Regions from separate parts of the Sus scrofa genome. Here region 2 is linked to region 1. Evidence: chromatin contacts called from public promoter capture Hi-C data. All regions are on one chromosome and are shown on one strand. The core of a region is the stretch at or near the end of the contact, and the rest is flanking DNA. Distances in the headings are between cores, read along the strand shown.

Region 1 (3,948 bases), core at 529-3,028:
GTGCAGCCCTCTTTTTTCCCAAAGTTACAGACCTCATATATCTGGTATCTACCCTCTCCTATGGATGTCCTTAAAAAACACACATTACCATCAAAGGCCTGCTGCTGTCAGTTACTAAATTGCTCCACTATGGAATTGGGGCGGGGGGGGGGGAAGAGACCAAAGGGGGAGGTCAGGAACATGTATTCTAGTCATTTTCTTCCTAGAAACTCCTGTGAGAATTAAAGGAGATAAAAAAGCACAGCACTTGGGACATTAAGCGCCCTCAATAAATGTTACCTGCTATTGTTATGACTTCAACTTTTTTCAGGTGGATGGTTGGAAAGATGGCTGCAATATAATAGAGCATACAGAATGAGCAGGTTTATTAGGAAGGTGATTACCTTCATTAGCTTCAATTTAATTTTTGTATTTTCAGGATTATAAATGTTGATATCATGGCTCTAAAGTTAAAATTGAGGAATTTTATGAAACAGAGTTAACAAGTTATATGAGACAGAGGAGACTGCAAAGTTACTGGTGCTTCTTTTGGGAAATGAAGATGCGACCAGGTTTGAGACCTAACTAGAGGCTATTCCAAATGCCAGCATCTGGCTAGCTTATAGAGACTAGGTTTTTAAGAGCAGACAGGAAGCACATGATAAGCTTGTGATATGCTTTGGCAGAAAGTCTTGACAAACCTTTCTCATTCTTTAAACACGTGGTTTCAAAGTTTCTAAACAAAGTTTGGTCTGAACCTTGACTTTGCTTTCCGTGGGCCTTGAGTGAGCAGATTTCACAACGCTTCATTAAATATGTCAGGGTTTTGCTTTCTGCAAAAAACATGTGTTCTTTTCAGGCGAGAGTTTCTTTTTTGGCACATTCCTATACTTTAATATTTGCATTTCAGCTATCCATTCCAATATTATTTCCAAGCTTTGTATACTTCCAAATTACCCTGAGACATTCATATAATCCTATGAATTATACAGACCTCCTTAAAGTAAAAAACACTATGTACTTTTTAAAAATAATATATAAATAACTGAAATTTTTTAAAAATTACATAACATTTATAAAATTTTAGCAACCATTCTTGTATTTTTTTTTAAGGTCAAATTATGAACCTATAACTTAAGAAAATCTACATAGTTGATATTCTTAAAAGTAAAATGCAATTATTAAACTCATTCCTTATGATTCAGTCAAATTCAATTCAACATTTATTTATTTGACAGTTAGGTGCAGGGACATAGAAGTGAATAAATGATGAGATCTTTGTCCTTAAGGAGTTCATGGTCTTTTTGACCATGTGTTTCTTTCCATGTCTCTCTCCTCCACTTGTCTATGATTGTGGAGAAGGGGAGAAGGGGACTGGAGGAGAAGGGGACTGGAGGAGAAGGGGACTGACTGCCAGGCAGTCTGAACTCGGAAGTCTGTCACTAATGAAGTGAACTTTGAGTTGGTATTTGAAGGATACTAAGAATTGGGATGGAGAAGCAGGGAGAGCAGGGCAGGAATTTCTAAATGGGATTAAGGGATAAGTGCAAAAGCACTGACATGAGAAATAACTTTTTGAGACTGACAAGCACCTCTCTGTGGCTGCAGCTCCTGTACACATTTTAAGAGGGGTGCAAATGAAGATAAAAAGAGCCAGGGCAGATGGTTAAAGGCTGTTTTTCTGTTCTAAAAGGTTTTGATTTTATCTGTAGTTAACTGGGAACCATGAAAACTTTGTAAGCAGCAGAGTTAAATCAGGTTTGTGTTCTGGCAATAGCTGCAGGGTCAACAGGACAGACAGTGAACCATAAATTATCTAGACAAAAAGTCATGTTAGGATTAGGTCACACCAGCCCTCAGGAGGCAGAACTCTATCTATTGTTGTTTCTAAATGTTTGATTTGACAATAGCCCTAAACTGTTTTTAACTGTTATGTTATACAAAATAGAACAATTGTCAAAAATGAACTAAAACTAAAGGCCCTATCCATTGGGCTTAATGTTCAAAATAAAAGTGCAAAATCAAGGACACCAAAGGATTTCAGAAAAAAATACACACACACACACACACAGCCCAGATATGAGTTCAAGAGTAAAGACAGGTGTATTTCTTTGGTGTCCAGTAAAATCCTTCTCAGCAGCTTAATAATTAACATAAGTTAAAAATTTGAATCATCTTTGTGTGAGGACAGAGGGAATATGATTGCTGAGATATACAGTGGGACAATTAGACATTTCATTAAAAGAAGTTGAAAAAAGAGTTGGGGTCTGTGAATCAATAATTTGATCTTTAAAAGGAAAAATATGGGAAGCAATATTAATAGTTACATATAAAAGGTGTTGATTTACATAGCACATGAAAATGTTTAGAATGATAATTTTTACACAATAAAGTCATGGGAGATGCTAACAAAGCACTGGATAATATGCCACTTAATGAAGAAAAATATGTTTTATTACACAACAGTAAAAAACTGACATAAAACACCAACATAACAAAAATCTGAAAGGCAAACCAAACTGTACAAATATTTGTGACAATTACTACAATACAAAAAGCTCACATACACTCATTAAAAAAATTTTAAGATCTTAATAAATAGTCAAGAGAAATTAATTATATATGTGTGTGTATATATAGATATATATATACACACACATATATATACATTTTGCTTTTTAGGGCTGCACATGTGACATATGGAAATTCCCAGGCTAGGAGTCAAATTGGAGCTACAGCTGCCAGCCTGTGCCACAAGCCTCAGCAAAACTAAATCCGAGCCACATCTGCTACCTACACCACAGTTCAGGGCAACACCAGATCCTTAACAAATTGAGCAAGGCCAGGGATCCAACCCGCATCCTCATGGATACTAGTCAGTGCTGAGTCACAAGGGGAACTCCCTTTTTTAATACTTTTTTTTCTTTTTAGGGGAGAAATTAATTTTTTATTTACAAAAGAAGGAATAAATGACTTAGAAACATTTGAAAAAATTCAGCTCACTAATAAACAGTGATTAATAGATTTAACTTTTTTTTTTTTGCTATTTGCAGAGTTTTTCTCTTCCACCTTGTTTTGTCTTTTAATATGCATAACCATTATCGTCTAGACTACTGTACCATGAAAGGGGCACTCCCTGCCTTGTTAGTGTATGACATTTGGCAATACATATTAAAATGCTCGTAACTTTTGATTCAGCATTTTGGGGACACTTTGTTAAGTGAAAAAATATTAATTTAGCTTTTTGTTTAATTTATGTTTAATGTAGCTTTTTGTTGTTGTTGTTCAAACATCAGGAGTCCTATTCAAGCTCCATAGGATAATGTTGGGTTTAGGGTTAGAATCCAGGGGACCTGGAAAGCACCTGGAACCAAAGAAATTCTAGGGATCAGCTGCTCTCATCTTTCTCTCATGGCATCTCAGATTCTCTCGGCAAGTCTGTCCCACTCTCCTCTTTCTGCTGACTAGCTTCTTGCTTATCCACAGCTTGTGATTATACACATGCTCATTGTGGGTTAGTGGGGGGTTCTGTTCATCATCACTAAGGAATCCGGGGCACTGGAGACTCCTCGGTAGTGTGCTGCTTTGATCACTGTGGCAGAGGGAAGGAAACATGGAAAACTGTGCACCCCCCTAGAAGTGATAATATATTACTGCCGTTCTCATTTCACTGGCCAAAGCAAAGCTCGTGGCCACAACCAACTCCAAAGTGGGCCAGGAAGAGAACTGAAATATCTGTGAACAGTCCTTGTGATTTCCTCATCAACATGTTTGTATGCTCACAATCTTCTCATGAGTGAAAATTAAATTGAAAATTATGGTCCTACATTTTTCTTTTTAAAAAATTTTTAAAATTTAAGACATGTCAGTACATTTACTGACATAAAATTGTACAAAGGAGCACAAATCCACAACATACATGCAGGATGCTCAGTTAAAAGGCAGTTAAATATTCAGGCATCAGTGTGG
Region 2 (3,920 bases), core at 29-2,528, 130 kb before region 1:
GGAATGTCAAGGACTCCAAGGGTAAGTAGTTGGTCAGTAATTGGTAACAACCCAGCACGTTACTGGAGCTTTCTTAGCTCCTAAAGGTTACAACTGCATTTGCAGTAGAACGCTTAGAGTTGAAAAAATTATTCCAAATGTTAAAGATGCTGCAATTGTATACATCATTTATTGATTAATAAATCTTGCAGCAATGCTTATGAAGTGTCCTGAAAAAACTAGACACAATTTATGTATTTATGCTGATACTGCTTCATAAAAATTAATACCTTTTTGCCTTATTTATGATGCTTTTATACTAATTTGTCTTTGTGTATTTTAAAATTTTCTGCACATACTGAGCCTTTATCATTCTGCTCCCACTCCACTCCTTCTCTGTCTCTCTCTCTCCCTCTGCAAAAGAAATTGGTCACAGTAAAACTCATGAACACAGGAGTAATGGATACACACACACACATATATATACACACACATATATATATATATGATTTTTGAAGTTTTGATTTTCCAAGACAAGATAACCAGTCAGTTCAATCATGTGAAAAATAAGCAGTGAAAAGTGTTGTCCAGAATTGCTTAAAATGACTAGATCAATGATTAGTGAAGTGACTCAATCAGAAATATACTTTTGCTAACCACGTTGCAGAGAACTCACTAACTTTGGAAGAGATTTGGTGGCTCGTCTTTAGCGCAAAGGTTCCAAATATGGGTTGTTGAGATACCTTATGATCTTTATTTGATGTGGATGCAACTTCCTTTTTTTCCTCCCTTTCATCTTCCCCTCAAGCATTTTAGGAGATGTACTTATTGTTTAAATGAAAGGATATCAAAATCACTGTTGACTTGAGAATTTTACTCTAAATAAAGTGAGTAATTCTCTTGGTACAAAATCACAACCTGGAAGTCTTCAGGAAAGCCGGAAATAATTTCATTTTATGACCAGTCATCTATATGAACTGAAAATGTGTCAAAGCACAAAAACTTTTGGATTTGATTCCATCTGCTGACAAAGTCTAGTTGTCGTAAATAATCTGTACGAGAATCTCTTCACCTTTAGGAGTGGAAAGTGCAATGGAATTCTGAAAACTTCTTGCATATCTACCAACTACGTAATAAGCATAGTTAAAATGTACCAGGTACATATCAGTTATCATTGTTAGAGAGAGAAAAAGGAAAAGTGACCTTTCTGAGATCAATAACAAATTGATTTTTTAAGTTTAGCCTATGAAACCTAGATAAGAAAAGGCAGGAAAACACTGATTATACTTAGGAGGGTTCAACTTCCATCTGGGCAAAGGTCACAAAGTTCTGAAAAAGAGTAACATAGAGAGGAAACAGTTCAGTAAAAAATAAGAAATGAGAACACAGGAGTGACATTTTCAGGAACACCAACCAACAGAGTTGCAGATTCAAACAACAAATGAAAGCATAAATGATTTGGGCACTATCTTACTTCCTTTGCTTCTCTTACTTTTCCTCTTTTCATTGATGTGAATGTGGAAATGAGAAATCTAAAACAATAGAATAGAGGAATGAATGAAGGAGGAATGGAGAAAGTAAAATACTAGAGCACTTATTCTCTCATTTGTTAATATTTCCTTCTAAGACTATGTATATCCTAAATACATATGATTCATTATATATCCTTTTTCACTTTCTCATTAGATCAAAGATGAGGGTTGAAGATAAAATACAAGATGACCAGTTACACTTGAGTTTCAGATAAGCAATGAATACCTTTTTTAGTATAAACATGTCCCAAATATTGCTTGGGACATACTTCTACTAAACAAATTATTTGTTCTTTATCTGAAATTTAGAATTAACTGAGAATCGTATATTTTTATTTGTTAAATCTGGTAGCCTAGGAAAGAGCCACTAGCCCTCATAGAGGTGGATCTTTTTGTGTTTAATCCAGTTTAATCAGTATATCCCACTTAAAAATGTCCTTTGGGGGGGGGGGGGCTGCACTCATGGCATGCAAAAGTTCCCGGCCAGGGATTGAACTGCCACAGCAGTGATAACGTTGGATCCTTAACCTGCTGAGCCACCAAGGAACTCCAAAAATACAACACACACGCAAAAGTACAGTTACAAGGGTACATTTCATTCAACTTTCACAAAATGAACATACCCACATAGGTCAAAACACCCAGGTCAAAACTCAGAATGTTACCAGACCCCTAGAAGCCTCCCTTGTAATCTTTTCCCTCTACTAAGACTAACTACTACCCTGAAATCTAACAGTTTAGTTTTGCCGATTTTATCACTATTTCTTCTTGGGGTTGGATGGCCTCATCCCTATATTCTAAGAAGGTATCCACCTACTTGGCAGAAATACAGACCCCTGAAACCCGGTTAAATTGACACCAGTTGATAGAAAACAGCTAAGTTTAGGGAAAAGCTTTCTTGCCTCCATATATTAAGGCAATTCTCCAGGCAAATGTATGTGTGTATAGACAGACAGACAGACAGATAGATACATTTTAAAAATCTTTTCCGTTATGGTTTATGATAGGATATTGAATATAGTTCCCTGTGATATACTGTAGGACCTTGTTGTTTATCCATATTCTATGTGTATTAACTTATGTCTATTAATGCCAATACCCCTTCATCTCTCCCCCAACTTCTCCTCCTTGGCCAAAACAAGTCTGTTCTTTTTCTTTCTTTCTTTTTTTTTTTTTTTTTTTAGGGCTGCATCTGCAGCATATGGATGTTCCCAGTCGAGGGGCTGAATCAGAGCCATAGCTGCAGGACTATGCCGCAGCCACAGGAAGGTTGGATCTGAGCTGCATTTGCAACTTACACCAGAGTTCACAGCAACACCAGATCCTTAACCCACTGAGCAAGGCCAGGGATTGAACCTGCGTTCCCATGGATACTGGTTGGGTTTGTTACCACTAAGTCACGACAGGAACGCCCATAAATCTGTTCTTAATGTCTGCAATTCTATTTCTGCCTATCTCATTGGGCCACAACTGGAATTCCTAGCATCATTTTTAATGATGGCCATTCTGACTGGTATGAGATGTTTTGATCTGCATTTCTCTAATAATTAGCAATGTTGTAATTAGCACTTTTCATGTGCCTGTTGGCTACCTGCATGTTTTCTTTGGAGAAATGTCTGTTTAGGTCTTCTGCCTATTTTTTTCATTGGGGTGATTTTTGTTGCTATTGAGTTGTAAGAGCTGTTTGCATATTTTGGAAATTAAGCACTTGTTGCTTGCACTGTTTGCAAATATTTTTGCCCATTCTATAGGCTGTCTTTTTATTTTGTTTATCGTTTCTTTTGCTGTGCAAAAGCTTATTAAGTTTGAATTTGATTAGGTCTCATTTATTTATCTTTGTTCTTATTTCTATTGCCTTTGGGAGACTGACCTAAGAAAACAGTTTATGTCAGAAAATGTTCCCACAATGGGAACTCCTAGGGGTGGTGATGTATTGTTTTTTTGTTTTTATTTTGGCTGTCCCAGGTGCCTGTGGAAGTTCCAGGGCCAGGAATCAAACCTACACCATAGCAGTGACAACACCAGTTCTTTAACCCACTGAGCCATCACAGAACTCCCAAAAATGTACTTTTTTTTTTTTTTGCATTCCCTTTGTGTTATTTCCTTGTTAAAGAAATGCAAGCAATTTCTGTATGTTAATCTTGTATCCTGCTATCTTGTTGAATTTGTTTATCAGTTGTAGCAGTTTTTGTGTGGAGTCCTTAGGGTACTCTATATATAGTATCATGTCATCTGCATTTAATGGCAACTTTACTTCTTCCCTTCCAATTTAGATAGCTTTTATTTGTTTTTCCTGTCTGATTGCTGTGGCTAGAACTTCCAATGTTATGTTGAAGAGAAGAGATTAGAGCGAGCATCCTTTTCCTGTTCAAGATTTTAGCAGAAAGTCTTTTAGCTTTTCACCATTGA

The links. Promoter capture Hi-C pulls out the DNA fragments that hold promoters and counts their contacts.
Region 2: a contact with region 1 is called in a promoter capture Hi-C map of liver, with 5 times the contacts expected there. The contact joins two enhancer-like sites. A contact is called at or near these places in 1 of 5 promoter capture datasets (liver) and 2 of 47 Hi-C or Micro-C datasets (liver and skeletal muscle).

What each region holds. Positions count from the first base shown.
Region 1 is chr3:78,055,066-78,059,013 of Sscrofa11.1, reverse strand. No RefSeq gene overlaps it. Among named protein-coding and RNA genes, the nearest start is that of UGP2, 26 kb to the right of the region's middle. Within about 2 kb of position 1,778, at least 5 of the 83 cell types and tissues checked have an H3K27ac peak or open chromatin away from gene starts, as enhancers often do. A contact at or near this core is called in liver, where this site is marked.
Region 2 is chr3:78,185,864-78,189,783 of Sscrofa11.1, reverse strand. No RefSeq gene overlaps it. Among named protein-coding and RNA genes, the nearest start is that of MDH1, 75 kb to the left of the region's middle. Within about 2 kb of position 1,278, at least 5 of the 83 cell types and tissues checked have an H3K27ac peak or open chromatin away from gene starts, as enhancers often do. A contact at or near this core is called in liver, where this site is marked.